Linked DNA regions of Zea mays: regions 1 and 2 are each linked to region 3. The links are chromatin contacts, called in public Hi-C maps. All regions are on one chromosome and are shown on one strand. The core of a region is the stretch at or near the end of the contact, and the rest is flanking DNA. Distances in the headings are between cores, read along the strand shown. Region 1 holds the start of LOC103638868 (probable histidine kinase 1). Region 2 holds the start of LOC100191538. Region 3 holds the start of LOC100193655.

What was found. A called contact is a pair of places that touch in the nucleus more often than the background predicts.
Region 1: a contact with region 3 is called in a Hi-C map of ear, with 2.7 times the contacts expected there. The contact joins the promoter of LOC103638868 here to the promoter of LOC100193655 in region 3. A contact is called at or near these places in 5 of 25 Hi-C or Micro-C datasets (ear, endosperm, leaf and 2 more).
Region 2: a contact with region 3 is called in a Hi-C map of leaf, with 6 times the contacts expected there. The contact joins the promoter of LOC100191538 here to the promoter of LOC100193655 in region 3. A contact is called at or near these places in 4 of 25 Hi-C or Micro-C datasets (ear, leaf and tassel).

Annotation. Positions count from the first base shown.
Region 1 is chr9:113,018,602-113,021,427 of Zm-B73-REFERENCE-NAM-5.0, reverse strand. It overlaps LOC103638868 (probable histidine kinase 1), which reads left to right and starts at 1,492. Exons shown (of 13, transcript XM_020544106.1): 1 at 1,492-1,988.
Region 2 is chr9:113,584,533-113,587,277 of Zm-B73-REFERENCE-NAM-5.0, reverse strand. LOC100191538 reads right to left here and starts at 1,306. Exons shown (of 5, transcript NM_001136969.1): 1 at 924-1,306.
Region 3 is chr9:113,322,652-113,325,351 of Zm-B73-REFERENCE-NAM-5.0, reverse strand. LOC100193655 reads right to left here and starts at 1,375. Exons shown (of 2, transcript NM_001138749.1): 1 at 1,163-1,375.

The DNA.
Region 1 (2,826 bases), core at 243-2,742, 300 kb after region 3:
TAGATTAATAAATATAAATTTCTTGGACAACCGATAGAAATTAGAAGTCACAGTGAACTTGGACAGAGGTAACATAGAAGGGCGGAGGCGAGGATCGCAAGGGCAACATGGCTTGTCTGGGTGGGACAATATGGGGACATCACGATGTGGTGACACGATACCGTACAAGTAGAGTGAGAGGAGGAAGAAAGAGGGAGGCCCGATCAAACGGTGTAAACACTTAATTTTCATCTACTGTTTGACACTATTATATTTGGTCTGGTTTCTGATAGTTGATGAAAATTACTAATTGTTATCTTTTTACCGATAAAATTAGATAATTTTCATCAACTGTGTTATGACCGATGAAAATTATTCATTTTTACTAGGTAAGCCAAAAGTACACCAAAATTGTTTAACTATGAAAGTATTTCAATTTTCTATTATGATAATAGTGGGCTAGTTAGTTTTTATGGCCCTTGTAATAAAAATCACATGATTTCCGGATTTTCGGCATCAGACAAAACAATGTTAGACCAAGGAGTATAGTAGTACGAATCATTTGGGTGTTGTCGGGACTGTGACCCTACTATACATTCGTAGCGATGCTTTTTTGTCGCAAACAAAAAGGGAAATTCATAGGAATAAATATTTAGAAGGTAAAAAATACCTCGAAATTGTTTTTATAAACTGATCAAAGAGAAAGTGGACGTAAAACTAGAAAAATAAAATATATGATAATCCTTATCCTTTTTAAAGCACCAATTTCTTACGTCACATACAAAACGCGTAAATATATCCTTGTCTCCCACTTCTTGTCCAACAATGGGCCTTATATATTGTTACTAGGGGCGGACCTAGTGGGTGGTTTATGTGGCCCACGGCACACTCTAAGATCATATAAGATTAGTTAGCATAGTGATGTAAATACTATCTTTTGAACTTGACAGTCAAGGTTCGAGTTTTATTGATCTTTGTTTTTTTTGTTTCTTTTTTTATATTTTTTCGGCACACCCTAAGCGTAGCAGCTTGGTCCGCTACTGATTGTTACACAACATATGTGTTATGATAAATCACTCAAACATAATACGACAAAAAGCCACACATAACTCAGGACTCTCATATGTATCACCTCGTTAGCTGAAGGACAATAAGCGATCGAGCAAGCTATAAAAAAACAGATTAGACTCTTTTTGAACTCATAAACTTTGTTGGCCTTTTAGATAAAATAAAATATAATATTTGTTTTTATCACTCTAATATTTAATATATGAATTATATGTTTACTTTAATATTAAATTTATTTTTATAGGTATTAAATATAATTGTGCGTCGTCACATTATACGGACGCAAATCCAAGCTAGGACGTCCATGAGACCAATAGACCATGACCATGGCCCAGAACTCCAGAAGCATGGTACCAGGCACTCAGGCGGCTGACTCGGCGAGCTCGTTACCCCGCACGACCGCAGCCATCATTTAAAAAACTCCCCCGTCCGCCCGGTTCCCCCGCCGCGTTTATTAACCGCCTCCCCTCGTCGCTTCCCTCCGCGCCCACCACTACCACCACCACGGGGCGGCGGCCAGATTGGCCGGCGAGAAACGGAAAAAAGAAATCAGCCACGAGAGCGAAGACTAAACAAGTCGGGCGGAGGGCGTCGCCAGTTGCGCAATTCTTTTCGCTGCGCACATGGCCCATCCGCCCCCGCGGGCTCGATTCCTTGCACCAGCTGCCCAGCCTGCCCCTCCGCCACCCCGCGCAAATTTTATACTATTCTCGTCACATGGACGCTGCGCCCCCGCCCCGCTCGCGGCCATTAGATCCTCCTCTGCAAACTCCACCCTCTTCCTCCGGCCCTCGCCTCTGCTCCTGCTCTGCTCCCCGTCGCATTGACCCGCACCTGCTTCCTGTGCTCGCGTGCAGCTCAGCTCAGTTCTGCTCCGTCCGTCCAGGCCGTGACGACTCGTCTGGGATGGCGTCTCCCCGAGCTGCGCCTTGTTCTTCCAGGTGGGCGATCCTTGCTTGCGTGCCGCGAGGTTTATTGATCGGGAGTGCTGGCCGGCCGGCCAGGCATTTTGTTGGATGGGTGGCGGGCGTAGTGCTATTCAGTCCAGCTGTTCCGTTTTGGCTGTTTTTTTATTGCTCTTTCGTGCGTACCAACTTTGCTCGGCCGTCGCGCGGTGAGAGATTTGATCTTGAGCTCTCCAGGATCACTTGATCTTTTTTCGGCATTTCGTCGAATGGGTAGATCGTCTAGCCCATCAGACCAGGGGATCCTACTCGGATCAGGTCTCCGACGTATGTTTTCCAGTTGGGCGTACCGTTGTTTCTTGATTTCAGTTAAGCTTGTGGTGCCTTTCTTTGGTGGCCAAGTGTTTGACTTTGTGAGCTGTATGCCGCGTAGTTGATCCGTAAAGACTAGGGTGTTATCCCCTGGAGGGTTCAGTTTAGTTGGGTATAAGTTAGTTTTGTCAGGTTTGCACCTCAGTGTTAGTGACTCATCAGTTAGTTTTGTTCGGTAATTCAGCAGTGTTTGATTTTGGCCACAGCCGGAGAACCCCAGAATCTTGGATTCGGTTGTGCACTTTTTTTTTCACCGATCCTTCCCTTGATCCAAAGATGATCCAGTATGCCTTGAGGGAATGGAAGGTTCCATCTTTATGGCTTAGAATTCCGTTAAAAGCTGAGTTTTGTGTCAGCTTTTGGTAGTGCGCTGTTATTTGTTTTCTTGAGCAAAGCTTCTACTCTGTTGAGATGTTCCATCAAAGCCAAATCCTTTTGGCATCTTGATGAACTCATATGTTGTTTGTTTGATCATTCTTAACTTTCTATTAATCATAGTCTG
Region 2 (2,745 bases), core at 57-2,556, 260 kb before region 3:
AGTTGGAAAGCCCTGTGGATACCTGCTGCCTCACTGACCGAACACTGGGCCCTGCACTCACCTGGTGGCCTCCAACGGCCCCCTGCCTGCTATCCGGTGTATGTGGGGGCGTCCGCCCCCCCCCCCCCCCCCCCCCCCATTTTCCCCGTGGAGAGTTGGAGTTGTAGTCTCCCAATCTCCACTTAATAATTGTATTTACGGCTAGATTTTTTTTAGTTTAATTAATAGATAACAATGTGTATTACGGTACTACAAACTCCAAAAACTGATGTAAAAAATAAATAGCTAAGTTAAAGGGGAGCTGAATAGGGAGAATGATTGGAGAGAAGGAGAAATATGAGGAATAATAGAATATAAAGTAGGGTTGGGAGGGGGAATGGTTGGAGAGGTACTTCCATCCCCATCATAGGTGCTCGTTCTGTAATGACTGCCTGTCTGGCTGGTGAGACTTCTACTTTGGAGATGAGCATAGGTCAATTGATTTCCTCGAGCCTTCAATTGTTCTTAGTAATAATCGCAGAAAGTTTGTATCTGCCTGCCATCTCTCAGCTAATTTCCCCTCCAATTCTAGAGGGAATTTGAGTTCCCAAACTAGCCGTAAATGAATCAAGACATTTACTGACGCCGCGAAAAAAACAAACCTAACGGCCTCGCACAATGCTTCACCCTAGATTCCAATCCACACAAGACAGCCATTCGCCATGGAACCAACAAGAACATAGATGCAAGCAAGAGACGCCCGAATATTAGGACACCACAACGGTTAATCTACGCGAAACAAAACCACCGTCGAAATGGCAACCACGGGCAAGGGAAGGAAACGTCACGTCTGTGGCAAACTTCGCCGCTACTCGGGGCTAGTTCGCCAGATTGGTCGTCCTCCTATATACAAACCAGGATATGAAAAAGCGCAGAGGAAACACCTGAACGGGAGAAGGAAGCACCGAAGCTGCGGACAGCGGGGAAGAGGGAGACGTCAGGCGTGGAGACAAACCGCTCCGCTCCGCTCTGCCCCGCCCCCGCCGCCCCCCGTCCGGCCGCCTTTGCTCTTGGCGAGCGTGCGTGCGTGCGTGCGTGAAGGGAAAGCGAGGAGAGCCGGGCTGTTTGCCCCCAGGTATTTATCCGGGAGAGGATGCTGGATGCACGCCTATGCGACGAGGGCTGCGACGCGAGGCTCGAGAGCGAGACTGCGAGAGGATAAGAAGCACTTGCGGGGACGAAAGGGAAATGGGCGGCGGCTGGCGGCTGGCGTGGGCGCAGGGCCGCGTCTCGCGCCCAGCCGCCGTGACCCTGTCACGCGCAGTTGCAGATGCGTTGTGAGTGGGATTAGAGACGACAATGGGTAAAAACCCGCAGGGTATTATTTGCCCAAACTCATACCTACGAAAAAAAATATGTCCGCTAAAAAACTCATACCCATGACGGGTATAAAATTTTGGCCAAATCCGTACCCATGCGGGTTTCGGGTACTCAACGGGTTTCCCATACTCACTAACTTCAACATAAAAAATAATTTATCATGTAAATGACAATCAATACATTAATAAGCTAGCATAAAAGGAACAAGTGATAACTAATTTTAGCCTAAAATTTGTTACATGAAGTTTATTTCAATTAGAACATATTCAATTAATAATATTATGAGACATATTTATAAGGAATGTTAATTTTAAGGCGGGTTTTAAAAAACACATGGGTTTGCGAGTATGGGTAGTGGAAGAACAAACCCATGCCCACGTACCCGTTGGGTTTCCATTTGAACCCATTAACAAACCCATGGGTAGAGAAATTGACCCAAACCCATACCCTAATAGAGCAAAAACCCACCGGGTTTCGGGTAGCGGGTACCCATTGCCATCTCTAAGTGTGATGTGCCGGCCTGATTGCTTGAGAGCGCTTTACACTGTCTTAACAAGGTACTCTATATTCATCTTATATATTGATATATATGGATTCTTTACTATCTTCTTTAAAATATTCTCTCATCTATATTTTTTCTCTACAGCCACGTTCTCTATATCTGGTTTTCTATACTAAATACCAAATTTTAAAGACATTTTATTTTTAATTTTTATATGTATGTATTTGTCACACTCTAAAATATTTTATGCATATTTTAGTTTTGCTAAATCTGTTATTTAAGACATTAAAATTGATAGAGGAGGGAGGAAAGAACCTCCATATATAGAGGGTGAATGAATGTCAGTATTGTTTAGAAGACGTTGTGTGATAGAGGAGGAGAATATTCCCTAAATATAGGGTGGATGAGGTTTTAGCACTTCTTAAGGAGTGTTTGGTTTCTAGGGATTAATTTTTAGTTTCTTTATTTTATTTTATTTTTAGTTACTAAATTTTCAAATACGAAAATTAAAACTCTATTTCAGTTTCTGTATTTAGCAATTTAGGAACTAATAAAATATAATAAAATAGAGAGACTAATACCTAGGAACCAAGCTGTCCTTAAGGGTTTATTTGGAAGTAAGGGTAATAGAGGGGGTTGGAGGGGTTATAATCCTCTACTATTCAATTTTAAATAGTCAGTGATTCTAGCCCTATCAATACCCTTCATTCCACTTACTCCCAAACAAGCCCTAAGAAAGATAACTTTATTGAGCGTGTCTGCACCACTAACTAAAACTAAAACGACGTACATGTTCTAGGAACTAACAAAGAAGAGAACATTAATATCACATTATTAGACATTTTCACCTAAATTTTAATCCATCAAAAGAATAATAAAATATT
Region 3 (2,700 bases), core at 126-2,625:
CCTCAGTGGCCAGGAGTATTACCACACGCTTTTATTTACACAGGAACCTAGAGAAGCTAAATGTCCTAGATATTGAATATGAAGAAAAGCGGTAACATTGTTTTACATGAAATGCTCATACATGTGTGTGTTTGTAGAACAAAGCTATGTTTAATTCAATGGGAAAAAATGGAATTCTAGCAACAAATATCTTATGTCCAAGAAACTATAATGATTTTCCAAACAGATTAATCCCTGAGCTGGTGGTACAAACAAAGTAACAAACAGCAGCTAATCCAGGATTTTAATTTCAAGTCCATGCTGAGCCAATACTCCAACATACATTTGATATATTCCAATGGTCAATTAGGTAAACAACTATAAGATTTTCTGACATTCGAATGAGCAATTAGTTAAACAACTATAAGATTTGCCAACCGTTTCAGTATATAAGTATAAAAAAAGTATGGTATAATTAGTTAAACAACTATAAGATTTGCCAACCGTTTCAGTATATAAGTATAAAAAAGTATGATATAATTTAAAACATCACATAATATCTTAAGTTCAACAATTAAGCTTGAAATTTGCATAAATTACAATATGTGTACAACCTAAGAGTTCACACACTTAGTCCACATATTTGAGAACTATTAAGCCCCTGGACACCACGTTCCCAAATCGTTGCTCTTTTGTTAATAACGAAAGAAAACTGTTACAAGCAACCATCAAATTTGTGTTATCATTGACAATTCAGTCTAATTAGTTCCATATACTGGGAATTGACAAAGTGAAACACAGCTCACATTCACGAATTCACTACCAGCAAAAGCATCACCGAGTCAAGTGCATGATTTTTTTTTTTTTGCAACTCTCTCCGAAGTCAAAATCTAAGCACCGGCATGGAATGGTAGCGCCCGATTCTGAAGTCACAATCTAGGGCACAGATTCATAATCATAACACGAAGGCCTACCCTTTCCAGCTACATTAAGGGACAAGGGCGGACCAAGTAAAGGACATGGGTGTACACATGTACACCCGACATATTTTTTTTTTTTGCAAGACAATCGAAGCTAGTAAGCATAATACACGTATACACTTGTAAGTATATCAGATCCGAGTACAGGGTTTGGGTGCACGGCTTCGCGCAGCAGGGAAGGGAAGATAAAGGGGTGCGCGTACCTGGTAGTGCTCGTCGACGGCGAAGGGACCGAAGAAGACCTGGGCACCTGCCGTAGGGCGGCAGCGACTGTCGCTCGTCGTTGCCACGATAGAAGGGGACTAGGAGAGAGAGAGCGGCGGGCCGGAGAACGGGGTTGGGGTTGGCGGCGGCTGGGGTTGTTTCTACTCTTACATTTTGGCCCAATACCTCAAACAGATAACCCAACGCTAGCAAGTAGCAAGCATGTTTCTTTCTTTTTCTCTTCCTTTTCTCATTGACGGGAGTAAAAAATTTGTACTAAACATATATACACAACAACAAACATTAATATAATATGTAAATTCTGTGTGGCAAACATTATCAATATTGTAAAACAACTTTATGTATTGTTATTGTTGGTCTCAGGCGAGTCGTGACTGCGTCTCCGCCTGAGGTTAGCCTCGAGCGAGTCGTGACTGCGTCTCCCACCTGAGGTCGGCCTTGGGCGAGTCGTGAATGTGTCTCCGTCCGATGTCGGCCTCGATCGAGTCGTGACTGCGTCTTCCGTCTGAGGTAGGCCTCGGGCGAGTTGTGATTGCGTCTTCCACCCGAGGTTGGCCTCGAGCGAGTCGTGACGGCATCTCCCGCCCGAGGTCGGCCTCTGGCGAGTCGTGACTGCGTCTCCCGACATGGGTAGCCCTCGTGCAAGTCGTGATTGCGTCTCCCGGCCGAGGTTGGCCTCGGGCGAGTCGTGACTGCGTCTCTCGCATTAGGCCTCGGCGAGTCGTGACTACATCTGTCGCCCGGGTCGGCCTCGGGTGAGTCGTGACTGTGTCTCCCACCCGAGGTAGGCCTCAGGCGAGTGGTTGGGGGAGACGACAGGGGGCGCGGAGCAGGGTACTCGGGGGGAATAACGACGTGGAGGCAAAGGTCATGGGGTGGGGGCGTGTGCGCAATCGAGCGCGAAGGGGAGGCAGAGGCATCCAGGTTCTGGGAGATATACTACTGGGACTTCTGCTAGGTCATCAGGTACCTCTTCTCCTGCCGCGCACCTGGACAACGGGCCGCCAAACGTGGATCCGACCTGACCCAGGCGGTGGCGACGGGGGAGCGAGGTTGTCGGGGCGAGGGAGGCGCGAAGCGGGGTTCCCGGGGTGGGGTTGGGGGAGACGACACGAAGGTGGAGGTCACGAGAGGGGAGCGAGGTTGTCAGGGGGGCGTAGAGCGGGGTTCTCAGGGGGAGTGACTTCGTGGAGGCGAAGGTCATGGGGCGAGGGGGCGCAGTTGAAAGGGAAATGTGCCCTTGGGCCATTTCTAAGTATTTTGGTGATTTAGTGTCCAACACAAGTGCCCTAGTGTAAAAAGGTGGACAAAGTACAAATCAAGGATAAAGGTATGTTTCTCAGACTTAGTACATTGTTCTATGGACTAATGTGTTGTGTCTAAGTGCTGGAAACAGGAAAAATCCAATTGGAAATGTCTTGGCTCGAGCAGCCAAGAATCTGCTGAGTCTGGGGGCACCGGACTGTCCGGTGGTGCACCGGACAGTGTCCGGTGCGCCAGGCTGGCTCGAGCGAAA